Regions from separate parts of the Anas platyrhynchos genome. Here region 1 is linked to region 2. The links are chromatin contacts, called in public Hi-C maps. All regions are on one chromosome and are shown on one strand. The core of a region is the stretch at or near the end of the contact, and the rest is flanking DNA. Distances in the headings are between cores, read along the strand shown.

The links. Hi-C and Micro-C count contacts between places; a contact is called where the count stands out from the background.
Region 1: a contact with region 2 is called in a Hi-C map of F1 follicle, with 1.9 times the contacts expected there. The contact joins two enhancer-like sites. A contact is called at or near these places in 2 of 8 Hi-C or Micro-C datasets (F1 follicle and subcutaneous adipose tissue).

The regions. Positions count from the first base shown.
Region 1 is chr1:31,831,317-31,837,504 of IASCAAS_PekinDuck_T2T, reverse strand. It overlaps PUS7L (pseudouridine synthase 7 like), which reads left to right. Exons shown (of 8, transcript XM_005009957.6): 5 at 1,386-1,467; 6 at 2,955-3,232; 7 at 4,577-4,630; 8 at 5,266-6,188. The coding sequence ends at 5,589. Among named protein-coding and RNA genes, the nearest start is that of IRAK4, 8.1 kb to the left of the region's middle. Within about 2 kb of position 3,649, at least 1 of the 8 cell types and tissues checked has an H3K27ac peak or open chromatin away from gene starts, as enhancers often do. A contact at or near this core is called in F1 follicle, where this site is marked.
Region 2 is chr1:31,727,425-31,733,357 of IASCAAS_PekinDuck_T2T, reverse strand. It overlaps ADAMTS20 (ADAM metallopeptidase with thrombospondin type 1 motif 20), which reads left to right. Exons shown (of 39, transcript XR_003497138.3): 15 at 1,019-1,136; 16 at 5,018-5,113. Among named protein-coding and RNA genes, the nearest start is that of ADAMTS20, 47 kb to the left of the region's middle. Within about 2 kb of position 3,362, at least 1 of the 8 cell types and tissues checked has an H3K27ac peak or open chromatin away from gene starts, as enhancers often do. A contact at or near this core is called in F1 follicle, where this site is marked.

The DNA of each region.
Region 1 (6,188 bases), core at 2,400-4,899, 100 kb before region 2:
GACCTTCCCAGGGAGCAATTTCATTTCTGAGATAAACCCCTCTGTGTGCTGGAAGTAATTGCCAGATTAGTTCTGACAACAACACAAGCATGAAGATTTTCATGCTGAATCAAGAAAATCTGTAAGCAGTAGGTGCAGCTGCGTGTAGCTGAGGAAGTGATTCTCCTGTCTGTGATGGGAATGTGATCATCATCATGCCACTTCTCGGGGAGGTGGCTGCATTCCGTACAACATTTGAACTCTAAAATGAAGCAATCTTTATACAATGCCTAACCTGTAGCCTCTTTATCCTCCTGGGGGTCTATATTCCTTTTGCAGATGTCACAAGATACTACATAGGATCGTACAAAAGGATTTGCTTTTTCAATGCCACAGTAATTTGTCTGCTGTATAGAAGAGAGTGCTGCTTTCCATTATTCCTTGGCTACTTGCCCAAATCTTAGTTCTGAGCAAATGTTCCTGTGTAAGCTAAGGAGAACTTATTTCTTAAGTAATAACCCTTAAGATAAGAGTCATATACTTTTCAGTGTATCTAGCGTAGTATTTGGCACAGGCTTAAGACAGAATCAAGCTCTACAAAGTCAAATGAATACTTGAGTATCCTTTTCCTCCAATACTGTTTTGATTCCAAGAGAATTTGAGGGCAGACCATAAAAGTAGCTGTTGATGTATCTGACGTTTTGAATTCTGATATGTTAACAGTTGACACAATGTGTCAGTCCCTGCAGAGTAATGATACAAATCTCTAGTCTTAACTCAGTTACTTTTTAATTTGAAACATGCATTTGTGTCAAAAATGTGACAGTATATGTTTACACAGTCCCAATACAGAGGAAGACAACAATGTTAATAAAAAAGATGAACAGGGAGAGTCACAGGCTGATGTAGGGGGTAGCGAACTGTGTGGCTCCACCAGTGTTACAAGTAGTGTTTTCCCTGGCACAGCATCAGTTCAGTATTAAAAGAAAGGATTGTTGCCCCTCTGTGTGAGTCTAAGGAAAGCGCTAAGCTTAAGTGTTACGTGAAACATGCTGCAGGGAAACAAGAGGAAGGAACTTTCCTGCTCAGGATAGAATGATGGTGTTGCAATGCAGAGGAGTCCTAACTGGATGTTCAAGAAGACATTTCTCATAGAGCTTTGAAAGCAATCTCGTGCCTTCTTTGTGACCAGAACCTTTCCTTAATCTGAGAGTAACATAGCCACACTGGTGGCTATGCTGTTCGTGATGTCTTCTGTGTCTTTCATGTAGACCTTAAAGAACTGAAATGATTTTGAGAGGTTGCAAATCTGTCAGCAGAGATTTGGATGCATGATTGTCTGTTTAGTTGACAAATAATTATTTTTACGTGCAGAAAATATAAATTATTAATATTGTTTTTTAAAGGTGGAAGCTGTGAAATTATTCTTCACGCCTGAAGATACCGATGACCCTGTAAACAAGGCAAAAAGGCACTTTCTTCAGACTGGTAAGTCCAGTTAAATTGTCTGTTCATCAGTTCAGCATAGGTATTGGGAGGGAATAAAGTGTTGCTGCACAGAGAGAGACTGTTTATTTTGCTGTTGCTTTATGTCACTTATGGCATATTCCATAGAACTCCTGGAACTGCACGTATTGCTTTTAATAATGAGATGAAGATCAGGCCCTAAATGTGCAAAATAGTGGAAAACTAATGTATTTCAGGTGCAAGGCAGTGCAGAAATAAATGGCATTTAGCATAATGCTCGAAAGACTGCAGTATTATTCTCAAAGCAGTTTTGGCCTCCTTCAGTCTGTTAGCTTTTGGAATGCAGCTTTTTCCTCTCTAATTTAGAAGGAAGAATGCAGAATGAGGCACCCAACTGACACTCAGCATTTACCACGTTTGGGCATCTAATTTTATGAAATTTCTATAATAATCTTACTTCCTGGGTTCTTGCACCTTTGGGCTCTGGTTTTATGTCTTTTTAATTATGTATCTTCCTCCACACATTCCTCTAATCTGCCGTCTTTCTTCCTTGAACTGTTCAACAAAATATGCCAGAAACAGCGTGCTGAGTAAAATGCTCTGTGTGTCATGTTTATTGCTGTCATTCAGCCAGCCAACTTTCCCTCCAAAATGAAAAATTTTAAGTTGCTCTTGACCGCAAATGTTTGATCTCTTCAAATCTTCCACATCTGTTAGCCTGCTTATCACTGTACGTTGACACGACAGCTACAATATGTGGCTTCAAGGGACACAGAGACTTTTCATTTCACAGATGAGATAAGATGAATCATTCTGTGTTATACATTGCTGTGTGATGCATGGAAAGACATTGATGTGGATTCTGTAACAGCTGCTTGCCTTTTCCTAAAAGAAAAGGCCATGCAGTGGCTCCTTCAGATAATTGATCTTCATAAGAAAAATTGGGAAGGAAAAATATGTAAAACGTAAGATTTTAAATATAAAACATTTATATAATGTAGTACAAATCTGATTAAATATAATTTCATCTTGGGTGAGGCCTAAGCTTCCTAGTGGCCCTTGTGATTTTTAAATTTAAAAATAAAGACACATTTTTTTACCCCCTATGAAATACATTTTCAAATGACTTAAAATCAAAATTTAATGATCTTCCCTAGGTTGTTTTCTACTTTCAGTTACCTGATCTAAAAAAAACTTTGGAGCGATGAAATACATTTCTAAGAAACTGCAACTGGATTGAATAACCGAATGACAGCTAGTTGATTTTATCCCGTGTGAAATACAGAGAACAGAGTTCATGGGACTGTGTTGATAGGCGTATAAGATGGAATTTGTCTGACATGACACATTGAAAGAAAGCAAATAATAACTTAAAAGTCAGCATAAAGGGGTTAGACTGACACTATTTATTCATACCCGATTATTTCATCCTTTTAAGTGTGTTTTTTCCTGTACGTAGTATTTGGAAAATCGGTGATTGCTTATATGGTTATTTTTGTTTATATCAGAGGATGCAAAGGGCACACTCACGATGCTGCCGGAATGTAAAGTGAGAGAGAAGATGTTGTTACGTGCTTTAAATCGCTATGGTGTACATCACGAAGGCTGTACCAGAGGATGGCTCAGCATTCCTCACTCCATGCGTATATTCTATGTCCATGCTTATTGCAGTAAAATATGGAATGAGGCAGCATCGTATAGGCTGGAGATTTATGGTTCAAAAGTTGTTGAAGGTGATCTAGTCTTCACTGAGGAAAATGATGAAAGCCTTTCCCTGAATGACAAGGTGAGTTTTTACAAAATAGTTCTGGTGAAAAATAACCTTAATGCACTTGAGTACATTCATATGTCAGACAATAATCCTATGCTTTTATTTTGGTATGTTTATTAAATTAGTTACTGTTTGTGGTAAATCAAAAAGAGATGCATCACTTCTTTCCCCTTTATCACGAAGAAGCATATATGCTAGATGTGTTTTAACAGTTTTTATCTGTTTTGGCTATTCATTTTAGTGAAGGGATGAGAAGGGACAGAATGGCAGAATTGATGTATATAAGAAATTATTCTGTGTGGCATCTGATGCTCTTCTTAGAATCTGGCTGGGGAAAACCTTCAGATTAGGCTTTGGGTGGACTGATATTATCAGTCAGTGTAGATCTGAGTCTTGCTTTCAAGGTCAGATTTTGCCATTACATACGTTATTGAATGTAAGGCCACGGTTCAAGTTGGCCTCAGACTGAACTGCTAATCATGCTGTAGCTACACAGTCAAAGCATGTTTAGCAAAATTTCTCTTACTCAGGCAATTAAAACAAATTGATGATGAGTCTAAACTGTTGGCAGCTGTTCAAAAATGCACTTCTCTTCTTGGGAAAATAGTAAAGGGCAAGGGAGTGTTTCTGGTTGCCCATAGCACAGCCTTGGTGCTCTGCATGGAGCCACAGGTGAGCAAATATGTTAAAGCCAGCACTGAAGCATATGCTGGCCACAGGCTTGGGCATGCTGAAGTCCATTTCTGAAACAACCAATCTCTTCTTTCAGGGTTAACATACCTTTTTCTTAACTGGATAAGGAGGCAGGTATCCTTCTTCCGATCATCAGACAGAGCATAGAATGTTGCAATGTTTTAATGGAAAATAAACAGGGGGGTGCATGGGCAGAATGTATCTCACTTCTTGGGTGGAAATTCTTATAAATTTGAAAGCAAAAGTACTTGAAAGGTTAGTGAGTAATTTCTAGTCCCTGTAAAGAGTAGCTTCTGTTTCCATTGTGATCTTTGTTTTTGAAAGTGAAGGTTAATAAAAAGAGTAGATGAAATCAAATGAAGAGCAGATCCACCAAATTTAGTAATAAGTTACTGAGTTTACCATATATTCCTATATTCCTATTCAATGGAACACATTTTAATTAGTATTTTTGCTTTTGGCAATGTAACACAAAATTGTAGATTATAGTAAACATCTCTAATATTTTTCGCAGCTGGAATAGATTATTTTGCCTTGTAGTAGTCAAATAATCCTAGAATGCAGAGTTTTTAAACTTTTAAAGCTTAATTTATTTTTTTTAAGTTTAAAATAACTTTACTTTAAAAAGTAGTTTTATTTTTCTTAACATTTTATCTGTCTTGCCAGGTTCATGTTGTCACCGCTCCAGAAGAGTCAGCTAACAAATATTCTATACATCAAGTAAGTCTGTCTGAAACATTCTGAGCTGATGATCTCTTTATATGATTAAAATGTTTTGTTTTAAAGATAGTAGGAATATATTAACTGGTGCAGTCTTATTTCTTGCCAGAATGCACATTAAAGAAAACACATGTGAACTAATCTCCACCCTCTTAACAAACGGAAAGAAAAAATACTTACTTTGTAATGGAAATTAGTACAGTGTCATTTGCAGTATGGTAATATTTTTTTGAAGTTGGATATAAATGCTTTGAAAATTTATTCAATCTATGTCTGGGAAAAACACTTGAATGGTTCATGTAATTGTTGAAGGCTCAGAGTCCTGTGAAGTCTTACATATGTAACTTAATATCTTTATTTCTGTATCTTTCCCAACAAGTAAGGAAATTTATGTTAGTGTATTTCTAATTTGTTTTAGAAATCATTATATATTTATTATTTTTGCTACTTTTCATTTAAATTGTGTTCAAGTAATTTCACGTCTGTATTTAGCAAAAGAAGGAGCTGTTTTGCTATTTCAGGATCCAGAATAGAAGGTTTAAACACATTTATGATTGTAATCACATTTCCTTAAAGGGAAATTGGTGATTTTTTTTTTTAATTTTTTTAAATTTGTTCTTATTTTTTCCTTGAAGGTTGTTCTTCCAATGGTGGGACATAGTATCAAGTATCCCAGTAATAAAGTTGGGCAATGGTACCATGAAAGACTTTCCAAGGATGGACTGCAGATGTGCAAATTCAGAGTGCCTCCGCTACAACTGAATATACCTGGATGTTACAGACACATTTTGAAAAATGTTCAGAATCTGTCATATTTTATAGAAGGCAGTGAAGAAGGAATCAAAAATGAAGACAACCATCTGAATGAGTCAAAACTATCTCTTCATGTATCGTTTGACCTTGATCCTTCGTGTTACGCAACAGTCTGTCTAAGAGAAATAATGAAATGTGACTTTTAAGATACCAATTAATGAAAGATGGCAGGAATATTATAGCAATGGAGATATTTTATGTATAATGCCAAGAAAGTGAGGGAGAATCCCACTTTCAAGCCAGAAACATGAAAAATTAATAGATTGAGATTCATGCTGAATGGGGAAAAAACAACTCCAAAATCCTGGTTCCAAAAACATGCAAATCCTTCTATGCACTGGAATAAACAATGCAAAGCTGTGTGTCATGTCAGACAGGTTTAACAGATCTTAAGCTGTGAGCTGCAAGCACGAATTTCGTATTTTTGTTGATGTCCTACTTGCAAAGTTACATTCTGGGAACAAACACAAACAGAAGTATATTTTATTTCATTATATTTTTTTAAAAGCTGGTTTATACTAAATGTTGAAGAACATTGAGTAGCTATTATGTCACAAGTTTGCAGCCTACAGGTACCTAACTAAAAAGATGCTGTACTGAGGTTCAGTAAATATTTGTGTTTTTGTTGCATTCAGGCACCAAGTCTTAAAAAGGTGCAAGTCCTTAATCGACAGTAACGAGTCATCTGGCACATTGTCAGACAGTTGATGAATACAACTACTTAAGTTCATGCTAATGATTCCAG
Region 2 (5,933 bases), core at 2,113-4,612:
CCTCATTAAGCCTAATGTGTGAGAGGGTTAATATTGTCCACATGAACTGAGAGAAGCTGGTCCAAAATTGGCATTAAGGGGAGTAAAGAAGCATGCTGTCTGATTATTGCCATCATATTTCTGCTAGCAAAGTGAAAAACTGAAAAATCTGAGTGTAGATAGATCACACATTTATGGTTTCATTGCAAAATCAGGTGGAATGGACCCCTGAAAAGGATCAGTTCATCATCGTTTGCTTAATAGCAGTTAATAGAAGTACCACAAGACTTTGCTAGAACATGCATATTATAAAAAATCAAGACATTTTTTGTCCATCCCAGGTAGAATCATAGAATCATTAAGGTTGGAAAAGACCTTCAAGGTCATCTGGTCCAATTAGCAGTGTCACCCACTAAACCATGTCCTTAAGCAGCAGGTCCAACCTTTCCTTGAACACCCCCAGGGACGGTAGTTTTGCTGATTGCAGTAAAACTGGCTAAATTCAGGATGAGGAGAAAATGTAACCTTTTTCAGAGTATATATCAAGAGGAAAGAGGAAGTCCTGTTTATGATCATGTAAAAAACAGAAGATTAAGTAAAGATACATAAAGGAAGTGATCCTATGCTAGTCTACTTATTTTCCTTTTCTTGTTTTGTAGTAATGACAGACTTTAACAGAACTGATGTCTGTATACAAATACATACTGATTTTAGGATTCAAAGACTTTTTTAATGCAAATATACCTTAAAGTTTATACACTGTGTTGATATTTTTATACAAAGTCTTTGCATGCTGTTACGTATTCTTGTACAGTTCTTGGCATAGTAAGTGTATATGGATTATACATTCTTTGTACAACACAACTACTGTGTTTTGCCTGTACATTACAGCACCCAAAAACATAAAAGGTTTTTCATGAATTGCCAAGACTAGATATATACAATGAATAAAAATGTTTTTTGGGAGTGGGAAGTTTACATTGTATGTTTTCATTGTTTTACATTGGGCTGAATGACACGGGATTGTATTTTTTTGTAGCAAGCAGGCTGTGATCATGTTTTGAATTCCAAGGCAAGGAGAGACAAATGTGGAATCTGTGGTGGTGACAATTCTTCGTGTAAGACTCTTGCAGGTACTTTCAACAGTGCTCGTTATGGTATGTTTTGCTTTTTTTTTAATCTTAATGTACATTTTAGTGTGGCTTAGCGATTGTATTATTTGGTTGAGGAAGTGGAATTTCAGTGTATGTTCTTTAGGGCCTCTGTCAACAAATAATATCTCTGATTGTCAGTCACACATGCCCTCTCAAGGATGCACAGGCAAGCGCTGTGACACACTGACCCATTCAAGTGGCACAAACTAATCTGCTTTAAGGTCAAAATAAAAGCCATTAAAGAAGATATGATGAGGGCAGAAGTACTTTAAAAGGAAGAATGCTTCCTGCTGTGCACATCGTGATCTCTGTTATCTGGAAGTATCTCCTTTTGGTTGTGTAAGGAGATATCAAGAGGGCTGTGGCGTGAGCAGCTGGTGAGATTTCTTTTTCCCTATAGTGAAAGCCTGTGAAATGTGACCCTTTTCTTTCTAGAGAATATGGGCAGCAACATTTATGTTCTTTTCTCTTCATTGGCATGTAAGGAATGAGAAAGTCTTCTGGAAAACTCTGGTACTTTATATTTCTTTGATTTAATTTCTCTAATAGAGCTACCAATAGTTCTCATACACGTAGTCCATTCTGGGAAGTATGGAGAGACTGTCATATGTATGTAGCAGTGCAGGTCAACAGTTAGAGCGTAGAACATAAGGACAGAAGTCTCTGGATTAATATTGTATTCCAAAAGGCCTCTTCATGCGGCTTCATTGGATGAAAGAGACCACAGGCGAAGTGAAAATGATACCTGGAGAGCTGCCAAATAGGATCTTCAAAGGACAAAGGAATTGCTGGTCAAAGAGGAAAGTATGCCCAGTATCCTGGTGGATTTTTTTTTTTTTTTTCCTGGCAGAGGGCTTGTACCAAGCAAAAAGTACCAAAAAGCTTAAGGGTGGGCTATAAGTACCCCTCCTGTACAAATACATGTCACTTTTCTTGTCTGTCCTGAGATACTGGAATAAAACACAAATATTTTTATTGAGACTGGATTTTTGAATGTGTGGTCAAATACTGAAGGAAAATAATGCATTACTTTTGATAACTCTGAGTAAAGGACTATCAGTTTGTGTGTTTGTTTTTTTTTTTCACTATGAAAGATCTTTTCATTTACAGGTATCACATTAATTATGTTACAGATATGTTTGATGCAAATAAGCAGTATAGTGAAACTGCCATTCATTCAAATATAATTGACATTATCACTCTGTTAATCAGCTTCTTGTCATCTCAGATTTATTTGATTCTAAATGAAATTAATTCCACAAAGTAATAAAATTTTAATTTACTGTATTAACAAAATGATTCATCTAAAAAAAATCACTATCATTTTATATTAAATAGTGAATTATGAAAAATGGAAGCTCATATTTTTTTTTCTTTTTTACAGTCCATGACATAAGGTAGTCTGATTTGAAAACTACTGTTTCATTTGTTTTCCCATATACTTTAACTGATATAATGTAGGACTATGTATTCTGAGGGAAAAAACTCAGGAGTTCATACTTATGTTGGGAAGCTAGATGACTGTATTCTCTGTGAAGAGTATGATAAAGCAAATTTCCCAGTTCGTTAGCATAGAAAGGATGGAGGGTCCTGAGTTCTTTCCATACATTCCTTGAACAACTGCTGGCTGGAGCTACTGCTGGGTGTCCTTCAGTTATTGTGGGCTCTTGTAATTCAATATGCTTTGTGTTTTGTTCTCTAAGATTCTGTATTTATGAATATTACCATCTTGGCATTTTTTTTTTTTTGCTAAAAAGACTCATTTGGATATTTCTGTGGCTTAGCTGGTCTTGCACAGGGCATCAGAAAAAAATTCAGTATGAAAAGGACAAAAAAAGATCAAAAAAGTTTAATTATTCTTTTCTATTTTGGGGGATCAGGAAAACTTTATTTTAATATTTTGGTGGGGTTTGTATACATAGTTTTATCATTTACATTCTTTTTTATCTTGGAGTTACATAAAAGATAATACTGAGTTATACTACTGGATAGTAAGCTATAACATACAGGATTATGTACAGCTGTGCTCAGGCAGGAGTGCAGTACTGCAAACAAAAGGTTGTAGCTAGCCGACCACTAAAAACTCTGTTCATGGGAGGCCTATGACATCCCCAGGCTAATGACTGAAATCGCTGTCTGATGAAGAGTCCTGAGTTAGGTGTCACTTGATAATAATGCCAGTCTGTGAACCTGGTCTTTTTCTTTTAACTGTAACTGGTCCTGTTCTGTACTGTCACAAGCCATTTTACTGAGGCAGAATTTGGAATTAGACAAGAGCAGTCAGTGGTACAGGCTTGTATTCATACAGTTATGATGATTGTGATGTTGTCATTAAGTGTTTAAACAGCAGTGAAACAATCATAAGACACTCATTACAATGAAACGCTAATTTGCTTAGCTCCCAGTTTAGGAAATGGTCATTTCATTATGTGCACATAATTGTTATGTTGTCTGTTATTGCATCAGACTAGAGTATGTGATGATTTCCTGGAAAATTGTCCTTCTTACCGCCTTAGTAAATGATCTGGTCTCCTGTCCTATATACTAGGCAGTTTTATTTATAGTTTCCTCCCATATTTTGTCTTCTGTCTTCCTATTGCCACAAGGTTTTCAGTGTGTGTGGTGAGGAGATTTTTATCATGTTTTGGTTTTCTTCCCATTAATTTTGGAAGATTCACCATTTATCCAGAGCAAGCAGCATGCCAATTTGCAATTGCAGTGCTGCCCCCAGCTGGTAACCGTGATGGACCTGTGATTAGATTAAATGTTCTTTTTAAATGCATGACATAGTTTTATTAGATTAAAAACACTGGGAAGTTAGTGAATTCTGAAATTGAAAGAGGATATTGCCATTTAATTTGCATCCCACATATATGAGTCAACTAACTAAAGTTAAATTCAGCCAAGTCTTTCTTTAAAACACAGCAAAACAAGTGGCAGAGTTAGCAAAGATTATATTAATGCTTCAGATTACATTTTTGTGTTAATTATTGTTTCCTATGTTTGCCATATTCAGTTGTTCTTAGACATTGGGGTCCTTTGGAATTTATAATCAGTATCTGTGAGAAACAACTTTTTTTCTTTTTTTTTTTTTTCTTTTTCTTTTTTTATAATTTATGTGGATGTACAGATCGACAGTTCTAAAACATAGATCTTCGTGCATCTATTTTGATACCTCAAGACCATCATTCTCATTGGAGACATTATAGGATACAATCACTCATTAGTGAAGCATTTATATTTTAGAGAACACACACTAGGGTAACAATTTGTGTAGGAGAACGTGGATCTGGCATGGCTTGTTTATCCAATACACCTACATCAATTCCAGCACTGCAGTATTCGAGTATTTATGACTTCTTTCTTAGAGTGTTGTCATCTCTTGTGTAAGGTAGAGAAAAACTAACCCAATTGTACAGACAGGGAATGGAGGTACCTGAGTTTAAGTGATTTATTCAGATATCATTCAGAAAATTTTGTGGTTAAACTGTGAGCAGACACCATGTTTCCTGAGTCCCACGTGATATACTTGACTGCTCTTTAGAGTACTGCTAGCTCTCAAGAGATTTTTCTGAATAGGTTTAACTCATGTTATTGTCAAAGAACAGAATTCACTTTGCTGAACATAGGAATGATTTTTAACTGTCCCTTGAGTTATGAAAACAAGTTTAATTTCAACTGATTAAAAAAAAAAAAAAAGTAAAGGAAATTTAATATGCATAAAAATACTCACATTTCCTTCCTAAACAAATGAGGGTATTCAGAAGCAGTAGTTGCTGGTGCACTCTAGGTTTTTGTGAATAAAACTAGTTAAACTTATGCTCCTATCTGCTAATATTGAAGCATTTTTGTCTGTAATTAATTTGTGAATAATTGCATTGCAGGTTACAATGTTGTAGTAAAGATTCCCAAAGGAGCAACAAACATCGATATTCGGCAGCACAGCTACTCAGGGAAACCAGAAGATGACAACTACCTTGGTAAAAGCCTCCTGTGTATAATACTGATAGATAGTTTTTGTGCTTTTGCTAGGGGTCTGCTCTAAACACAGTCAGAAGTCTGATAAAGGCTTTAGAGTAAATACGTAATCATTATCATCATTTGCCTGATTCTCTCTGTAGATATTAGTTTTATGAAAAATAAGATGACGATAGGATTCTAATTCCTAAATGTGTGTATCAGAGAAGAATTAAAACAGATCGTATGATCATGTCAATTTTTGACTTTGTGGTGCCCATGTTAATTAAATCATCATGAGTCAACTAAAGAATAATGCTGGCATTTGTGTTTTCAAACATTGGAAGCGTGTGGTTTATTCACAGATGAAGCAGTCATCAAACATCAGTCATTTCACATTTCTGTTTTTTCTATCATGTCTGGGTATAAAGATCACATTTTGATAAATTTCTTGATAAATTTGCAAATACAATAGAAACAAAGAACAAGTGAACCATACGAAGTGAATTGTACCAAAAACCTTGGTTGTCTTATTTTGCAATATTTATGTTACCTCTTAAGTGCCTGAAAATATAGTGATGCTTAATTTCCTTCTTTCTTTTTCCATTACCATCTTACTTGACAGACTTCAGAGCATTCAAGTTTTTTTCTTGCTACCTGATACCCTGCTGCTGCTTGTGCATCTCACAGGATACAGAAACAACCCTCACTCCCTGATACATAGCATGTCTTGACTAAATATTTTAGTTATTTTTACTTTGTTATTCATCTTCATTGTTATAATAAACTGTTTATTATTTTTAATTGTAAATGCCTAATAATTTACTTTATTTTTACTTTTAA